Linked DNA regions of Sus scrofa: region 2 is linked to region 1. The links are chromatin contacts, called in public Hi-C maps. All regions are on one chromosome and are shown on one strand. The core of a region is the stretch at or near the end of the contact, and the rest is flanking DNA. Distances in the headings are between cores, read along the strand shown.

The links. A called contact is a pair of places that touch in the nucleus more often than the background predicts.
Region 2: a Hi-C map of liver shows a contact between it and region 1, with 2.9 times the contacts expected there. The contact joins the promoter of LOC100517977 here to the enhancer-like site in region 1. A contact is called at or near these places in 14 of 47 Hi-C or Micro-C datasets (alveolar macrophages, embryonic fibroblasts, fetal heart ventricle and 9 more) and 1 of 2 datasets of contacts at active chromatin or transcription factors (skeletal muscle).

What each region holds. Positions count from the first base shown.
Region 1 is chr15:83,234,964-83,239,311 of Sscrofa11.1, forward strand. The region is part of intron 12 of AGPS (alkyldihydroxyacetonephosphate synthase, peroxisomal); the gene reads left to right. Among named protein-coding and RNA genes, the nearest start is that of NFE2L2, 91 kb to the left of the region's middle. Within about 2 kb of position 1,973, at least 1 of the 83 cell types and tissues checked has an H3K27ac peak or open chromatin away from gene starts, as enhancers often do. A contact at or near this core is called in liver, where this site is marked.
Region 2 is chr15:83,357,159-83,361,506 of Sscrofa11.1, forward strand. LOC100517977 (tetratricopeptide repeat protein 30B-like) reads right to left here and starts at 2,374. Exons shown (of 4, transcript XM_003133505.5): 1 at 1-2,374.

The DNA.
Region 1 (4,348 bases), core at 723-3,222:
GTGAGTTTAAAATCTGGTCATTAAGCTACAAAAATTTATGAAATACCAGTTATGTACCAAGAAGAGTACTGAGTACAGAGTTATAAAAGATAACTCAGAGTTCATGTCCTTCAGAAAGCTCTCAGTCTAATGAGGACAGATGATTATATAAATGAATGAGTGCAAGTGAAGGAGTGGTTGGTCCTGCTTGATTTTGCTTGAGTGGAGTGCAGGGTAGGAAAAGGCTTCTTGAAGGAGTGATGCTTAAACTGAATATTAAAGGGTAAATAGAAGTTTGCCTGAGATGGTCTTTTCTTTCCTACCAAATTTTTGTTCACTTATCAGGAAAAAAATGTGAAATTGTAAGACTTCAGAGGCACATTTGGGCTTTAAATGGTTCTGTATGGCTCAGTAGAGAGGAGGGTGTAACTAGTTTTAAGAGATAAAGCTGGATGGGTGGATTAGGGCCTTACAGGATAGATTTGGACTTCATCTTGTCAGTAGAAGGATATGTTGCAGAGAGAATACAATAATCCGCTTTGCATCTTAGAAAGCTCATTCTGCCCACATGCAGGATGGATTAGAATGGCGCAAGCATGGAGGAAGATTCAAAATAGTTAAAGAGGCAAATATTGGGGGCCTTGTTCAAGGCAGCAGCAGTGGAGATAGAGAGTAAGGTTAGATTTTCCAAAGAACAGTTTTCCAAATGGATGTGGAAGGTTAAATAAAGGGGGAAGAGTTTGATTGATTGTGTGGATTGAATGATGGTCTAGAACAAGAGATTTTGGGGAAAAGACATTACAGTGAGTTTTATTTAAGGTGTCCATTGAATATTCAGGTGGAGAATTCAGTAACAGTTAACCGTTTTTCTTTTTCTTCCTATTTTGCTCAAAGTACTAAACGTTCTGATACAATTTATCATCTTATCATTCTAGTTTTGTTGCTTCTGAATTTTTCCATATGCTGAAATCTAGTTTGGGAATTAATTTATACAATTTAAGTACCCTCAAGATAGTCCCCAAACAATTGCTCAATAATAAATACTAAAGGCAAGCATTTGTTTGGTCTAAGAGTAGTGTAGATTTTAATTTAGGGAAGAATGATTATTTGAATTATATAGAAATAGAGCTAAGGAACTCAGGTTAATGACATATTAAGGGTTCATTTTAAAAATTAGATTTTTCTAGGAATACACCTCGTGGCTCAGTGGGTTAAGTACCTGACACTGTCTCCATAAGGATACAGGTTCAATCTCTGGCCTCGCTCAGTGGGTCAAAGATCTGGTGTTGCTGCAAGCTGCAACATAGGTTGCAACTGCAGCTGAGATCCAGTGTTTCTGTGGCTGTGATGTAGGTCTGCAGCTACAGCTCTGATTTGAACCCCAGCTGGGAACTTCATATGCCACAGGTGTGGCCATAAAAAGAAAAAAAAAACCAACAACACAAACAAAAAAACAAACTAAAAATACTATATACTACTGATAAAACTTTAAGATAAATGTGTCCTATAAATAATGAAATAGTTAAATCAATTAGAAATCAAGCCACCTGTCTTTTGGCCTGTATTCAGAGAGCCAAGTATGTGATTAATAAGACTGTGTTATCCATTTATATGCTATTATAGTAGTAAACTATGTTAGACATAGACACCTTTATAAAATTAATTACAGTATGGCCAGATTTTACTTTTAACTGGCATTTATAACTATTTTAAAATGAAGGTTTGAAGAAAAAAATCCTTTTGGCTGTCATCTCTGTTCCCCATTCTCATTTTTATACCTAGGAACATGCTCTAAGGTTGGTTCTATCCTCTCTAGTCTTTACTGTGTCTGCTTTCCCTCTGCCCTTTACTTGGCTACCAAAGTGATCTTTGGAAATATAGATCCGATATACCTCTTGGCTCTCTAAACTTTTAGATCTCTCAGTATTCATTGAAGCCTTCCCATCTTGGTTCATAAATATTGAACTGAAGAGTAACTCATAGCACAGCAAGGGGTGTCTGAGCCTTGTACTGGCTGATTAGGCAATGTTTGTACCATGTTGGTTGTTAACAAAGTGCAAGCCTTACTATTGATTGTTAATATTTTTATTATCACCCCATTCCCATGACACAGCCCTTAATATATTATATTGAAATAATACATTTTCAATATATTGAAATGAGATATATCATGGAGTACATTGAAATAGTCTACATATATTCCCTGAGAACTAACATTCATCAGATTTAGGAGATGTTTCTTATTCTTTTATATGTGTCCTGTACCTATTAACATAACAGGTAACTTCAGTGTTGATCAACTTAAATCATCAAGTTAGCAAAAGAGTGTAAACAAATCTTGAATAGTGAATAGTGCAGTGCCAAGCACATTGTCAGCACACAACCATTCCTCAAGGTTGCATTTCCAGTTTATAAACAATTCAAAGGTTAAATGTTTTGGCCAGTGTCCCCATGTCATAGGTGGTGGATCTGTGGTTGAACCCAAATCTGTCTGACTCCAAAGCCCAAGACATTTTCCAGTGCTTCAGAGCATTTCTTTGAAATATATTTATTGAATCTTTTGAAATTATTTAAGTTCCCATTGTGGCTTAGTGGGTTAAGAGCCTGGCTAGTATCTATGAGGATGCGGGTGTGACCCCTGGCCTTGCTCAGAGGGCTAAGGATCCAGTGTTGCTGCCAACTGCAGGGTAGGTCACAGAGGCTGCTTGGATCTGGTGTTGCCATGGCTATGCCGTAGGCTTGCAGCTACAGCTCCAATTCGACCCCTAGCCTGGGAACTTCTATGTGCCACAAGCGAGGCCCTAAAAATAAATAAATTAATTAATTAAATAAAATAATTTAACATTATAATAACACAGAATTCATTAATCAAACTGTTCAGCTAGTAAATTTAAAAACACAATAGCTGAAGATTCCTGTCTTGGTGCAGTGGAAATGAATTTGACTAGGAACCATGAGGTTGCGGGCTCAATCCCTGACCTCGCTCAGTGGGTTAAGGATCCGGCGCTGCTGTGAGCTGTGGTGTAGGTCAAAGATGTGGCTCAGATCCTGCGTTGATGAGGCTCTGGCGTAGGCCAGCGTCTATAGCTCCTATTCGACCCCTGGCCTAGGAACCTCCATATGCCACAGGTGTGGCCCTAGAAAAGACAAAAAAAAAAAAAAAAAAAAGTAAAGGATAACAGTATCCTCTTAGTTAATGCTAATACTTGATCCACTTAAAAGTCAGTATCACTTTTACAATAATTATGTTTCAGAGCTATCATGTCAGCTTGGTATTAGGGATACATGTGACTAACTCACAGTAGTGCTAATAGAAGTTGTGTATATAAATTTCAATGTGATAGAAGTTCCTGCCGTGGTGCAGTGGTTTAAGAACCTGACTTGGGTCACTGCAGAGGTGCTGGTTCAGTCCCTGGCCCAGTGCAGTGGATTAAAGGATATGGTAGTGCCACAACTGAGGTATAGGCCACAGCTGCAATTTGGGTTCAGTCCCGGCCTGGGAACTTACATATGCCATGTGTATGGCCATTTTAAAAAGTAAAAATAAGTAAATAAATTTCAGCGTGATCAAATGAACATATACCCTTAAGGATTATTCCACATCAGAGTAGTAATATTTAGAATCCTCATACATTGTGCAATCCTCATACATTGTGCATGGACCAGAAGTCTTGTATGAGGAACAGATACACACGCTTACACATTTATGTTTATATATTTTCTTACAGTTGCTGTTAAAGTAGGATGAATTCCTTTGGGAATAGGAAGTGAATATTTTGGTGATATATTATATTTACTTTTATCCATGGTAGAAATGATAATTTTTAAAAGTACTGGTTATGCTAGAGAACATCTCTGACAGGTTACAATAAAAGAAAAAATAATCCCTAAATAAACCTCCTGTGATCCAGAATCTCAAAAAGATTGCTAGGTTGATGTCTATCTTATCTGCCTTTCATTTTTTGTTTTTTGCTCTGTTCAGTTATAACATGGATATCCAACTCTTAACTTCTGGTTAAGATGTAATGTTACTTGGTCTTTTATGTAATATAATTTCTTATTGTAATCCATAAGAATGTAATAAATATTATAGGTTCAGATTCTCGTTTTTAAAAAAAAAAGAATGTCATGATGGAGCTTGATGGAGGATAATGTGAGAAAAAGAATGTATATGTGTATGTGTGACTTACTCACCTTGCTGTACAGTAGAAAATTGACAGGACACTGTAAACCAACTATAATGGAAAAAATAAAAATCATTTAAAAGAAGGAATGGCTAAAAAAAATGAATGAAAGACTTAGATATAAGTCTTTCATAAAATTTCCAGAAGAAAATAAAAGCAGTAAACTCTAGTTAAAAAAATTTATT
Region 2 (4,348 bases), core at 1,124-3,623, 120 kb after region 1:
CTGGCTTCCTGTTTGTTACCGTCTCTGGCCTGGGGAGGGAAGATTTGCGGTCTGAAGTTTCTTGCGGTTTTAGCCTTGTACTCTGAAGTACATACAAATGTGTGTTTTGCGGTTTGTTTTTGTAATTTACTGTGAAGGAAAAGGTGTAGTATTTCTTTGGAATTCCCCTGGAATTACAGTAAGTTCTGTTTTTAAGCTGCCTTGAGGGCACACTAAGACAGGATGTAGAAGATAAGAATCCTTATTTTTGTCGTTTCTATAGTTAACGATGGGAAATGGTTTTGTGACTATTATCTGGTACTGGGAAATGTTCAATTTTAGATCTAGGGGCCTTCCCCTCGCTCCCTTCACAAACAATTATTACAGAGCAGATGTTGACGTTTAATTTTGGCTATATCTATTGGCCTGGTCTATCAACTTTCGCTACAAATAAGAAACCAGCCATGAAGTTCCTTATGTGGCTCAGCGGTAACAACCCGACTAGTAACCATGAGGTTGCGGGTTAGATCCTTGGGCCCAATCAGTGGGTTAAGGGTCTGGCGTTGAGGTGACTTGTGGTGTAGGTCACAGACCCAGTTTGGCTTGGATCCCACGTTGCTGTGCCCATGGCGTAGGTAGGCCAGTGGCTACAGCACCAATTAAACTTCTGGCCTAGTGTGGCTAAAAAGACCCAAAAAAAAGGGAAGAAGAAAAGAAAGAAACCAGTCTTCCTAATCTCCCTACATCTCCATTGATCATCAGTGATGTGCATTCTCCTGTATAGTACTTAAGATAAACAGTGTTTGAATAAACATCTTTGCTATATACTATATGCTTAAAGACTTCTGTGCAAATCCTTTATCTGCCTCCTAAATAGTTTTACTGCCCATACATCTTTTCTACATATAAATTCCAGAGCTGATACCAGTTGCAATTTGTTATTGTGCCACACTTTGCTAGAACATTTACATATATTATTTCTAATCTTAATCACTACCATGTGTTCTGCATATTACCAATAAGGAATCTGTATACTAGAGAGTTTTAAATAATTTGCTCAAGACCACACAGCTAAGTGGTAAGCAGCAGTGCCTTGATATCCAGCAGCTAGTTTCAGTAGAAGACAGTGACTGCTCCTAACCTAGTCCATGCATTTCCTATAGATGAGTTTGTAGAGATCCAGCATTTGGTGCCACACCGTATGCTGGAATATTAGTGTATTTTTTTTTTTCTCCATGAGAACAACCAACCATCTTGGTGTGGGTAGTAGAAATTTGAACTTCCAGTTCTGAATTGCAGCTTTGAGCAGGTGTTAGGAAATAACTAGTCTGGTGTGGGTGGGTTGTATAGTTCCTAGTCACCCAGTATAGCAGGAAGGAGACTTCTGCAAGCATGTGATTGACTGTATAGCAACACAACTGACCTTCTGTCCTCATTCTTCTTCCTTGCTGAGAAATTGGCAGAGCTCTGTCCTTCTGGGTGGACCAGACAGTGAAACTTTCCTTTCATCAATACCGAGAAGAGGACAAACTGTACCTACCCATTTCAGAGGAGCTGAGTGGCATTCTGGCCGACCTAAGATCCCCAGAGAAAGCAGCTGATGAGGCCCACATTACTTCTTTCAACCTGATCTCTGGGTGCACCCTTTTAGGGCCTTCTACCCAGGGAAGTGCCTGGGTTGAGGGATGCTTGCTCATGCTGGTCAGTAATTAGGAACGAGTGGGAGTGGGAGGGAGGAGCTTCACTTTTATGGCTGCCTGACTACACTTGGCCCTTGGAAACTCAGGCTCAATATTTTAAAGTCATTATGTATGACCTATTACTTAGGACAAGTTGCTATTGTAAATCAAGGTAACAGGACAGAACATGGAAATGGGAAATTGCCTTTTATAACTTCGGTCTATCAGTTGGATCTCCAGAGTTGTATTTGCGTCATGAGAGCATTCACCCTCAAATGGCTTCTTGGAAAGGTATGCAAAATAGAAGGACTCTGCTCTCCCCCAGATTTCTCTGATCCCCGCAGGCATCAGTGGAGGGTCCCTTCTTTGTGCTGGTACCTGTCTGTGAGCAGCTGAAGTGGGCAGGAGGGAGGCTGTCCTGTGTCTTCCTCCTTAGTTCATGTGCTGCTGCTCCCAAGGCCTGGCTTGAAAAAAGCAGGACATTCGGCTTAGACAGATGGAGGGCAGGGTCATTTTCAAAATGAAATGAGTGCACAAATCATACTGCGAAATTGGCATGACCGTCCCTGCTGCTGTGATAGACTGACTTTTGTTTAGCCTCTGACAGGCAATTGGGGAATGGATGAGTTTTGTTGTTGTTGTTGGGGAGGGATGGTGAGGGAAGGTCCTTTAATTAATGATAGAAATTCTGGAAAGCACTAAATGAGGGGAAATGTTGTAAAAAAAAAAAAAAAAAAAAAAAGGTCATAAAGGATCATTTTGTTTCTAACAGAATCTTGAAAAACTGGAGCGTATATCAGGAAAGCCGGTGTGTTGTACCAATTCTAGCAATAAGAAAGCATTTGGTGGTTGCAATAAAAAGATTTAGTGCCTTATTGAAAGGACTTAGACTTTAGGAAAATGGTGTTGGACTCAAGGTGGATTTTGCTGCATAAGGGGAGGCATGTTTGCCGTGTAGAGGAATTCCATTTCAGGCAAAATGTTTGAAGCTAAAAATATGGTGTTTGATTCTTGATCTGCTTATGATTCTGCCTGCTAAACTGTGAGATAACTTAATTCTATATTCTATTTGTATGCATAATCTATCTGACATTCTTCTAAAACTAGTTGGAAAGTTTTATTATTTACCTTCTAAATATAATCACTTCCTGTTGGTAGATATTGGTAATTTATGAACATCTGAGCAACCACAGCTGTGGTCACTTCCCTTAATAAAGGAAGACCTTCTGCAAAATTATTTTCCAGTTGTTATCTCCTTTCTTTTTCATTCCAGGCCATTTTCTTCAGGATGGCCAGTTTGGTGGTTGAATCCCCTGCTTCTTCCATCTCACCCCCCAATCTTCTGTGATAAATAGGGCAAAAAGAATAAATTTGAGTCAAATTGGTAATGTAATTGATTGACTTTTAGGAGAATAAGTTCAATCTTTTAAAAGTTTTGAAAAAATTGTATATACCAGGTCAGCCCTTGGGAACATTTATGCTCAGATGGTAAGACATTTAACCTCATTATGAATTTGCTTTTCACTAGTGGTTCCAGCTTTATTAATATTTTAGTTAGATTTCCTTTTTGGATATACCTTTTTAAATCAAGTAGCTTATATTTGGGGGACTACAGTGTTATTATCGGAATTAACTTATCAGGGAGAGCACAATAACATTATGGTTTATAAACAGAATTACCAGAGAAGGCACAACTGTGGATGCTGGCATTTAAAGAAATCAATCAACCATCCAAACAGAGCTCCTCTAAGCCCCTGTGTTTATGCAGTACTTTCTGTACCAGGACCAGGTCATGCTTTGCCTAACTCCCCTCATTAATCGTCACAACCCTTCTGTGAATTAGGTAATTCTTACTGTTAGCCCCACTTGAAAAGCGTGGACTGAAAAGCACAAAGAAGCCAGTGGTTGCCACAGCCAGCACGTAGGCCTGGTGATTGCTTGAGCTGGCCAGTAGGGGCCACACTGCACCTCTTCCCTCTCCCCCTGTGCACCTCTCCAGTCATTTGCATTGGCCTTGGATCATTTGCTGCAGTTTGTTCTAATAGAACAGGCACAATGGTGTAAGAATTTTAAAGTTTAAGTACCGAAGCCGTTGTGTAATTGTATGGCGTCGGTGGCTGGCGGCCCTGCATTGATGCAATCCCCCTGTGTAATTGCCTGTGCAAATCTGAGTAATATGAAACAGACCAAGAACCCGTCCTGGGCTGCAGACTCTTCTCCCTCCAGAAAAACCTCAATAATTCGAAGAACCTTTTGTCATCTTGAAAATGCTCCACGGACAGGGCTGTACCACTCTTCTTCCCACACAGGCAAACATCACAGATCCAGACAAGGTTAATGAGCTAAATTGACAGCCAAAATTTAAATTGTAGGTCTTCAGATGCATGCTTGCCTCTTTCAGCCCTTAAATCACCCGTCTCAAGAGAAATAAAGAATATTCCAGAGCTTTAGTTAAACTCAAAGCATTTTATTAAAAACAAAGATACTTAGGTCTCAGTGCAGACTGTTTCAAAGTCATGAATTAGTTGCCTGTGAAATGGCCAAGCAGTATAAACTTAGTATTCTTACAATGAAACATCAGCTTGGGAAATCGACACAAAAGGCGTGGCTTCAGACAACTCAATTGAAGATATATTTCCCTTCTTTTGTGTAAAACAATAACAATTAGGAAGCAAATCAGTAGGGGATCC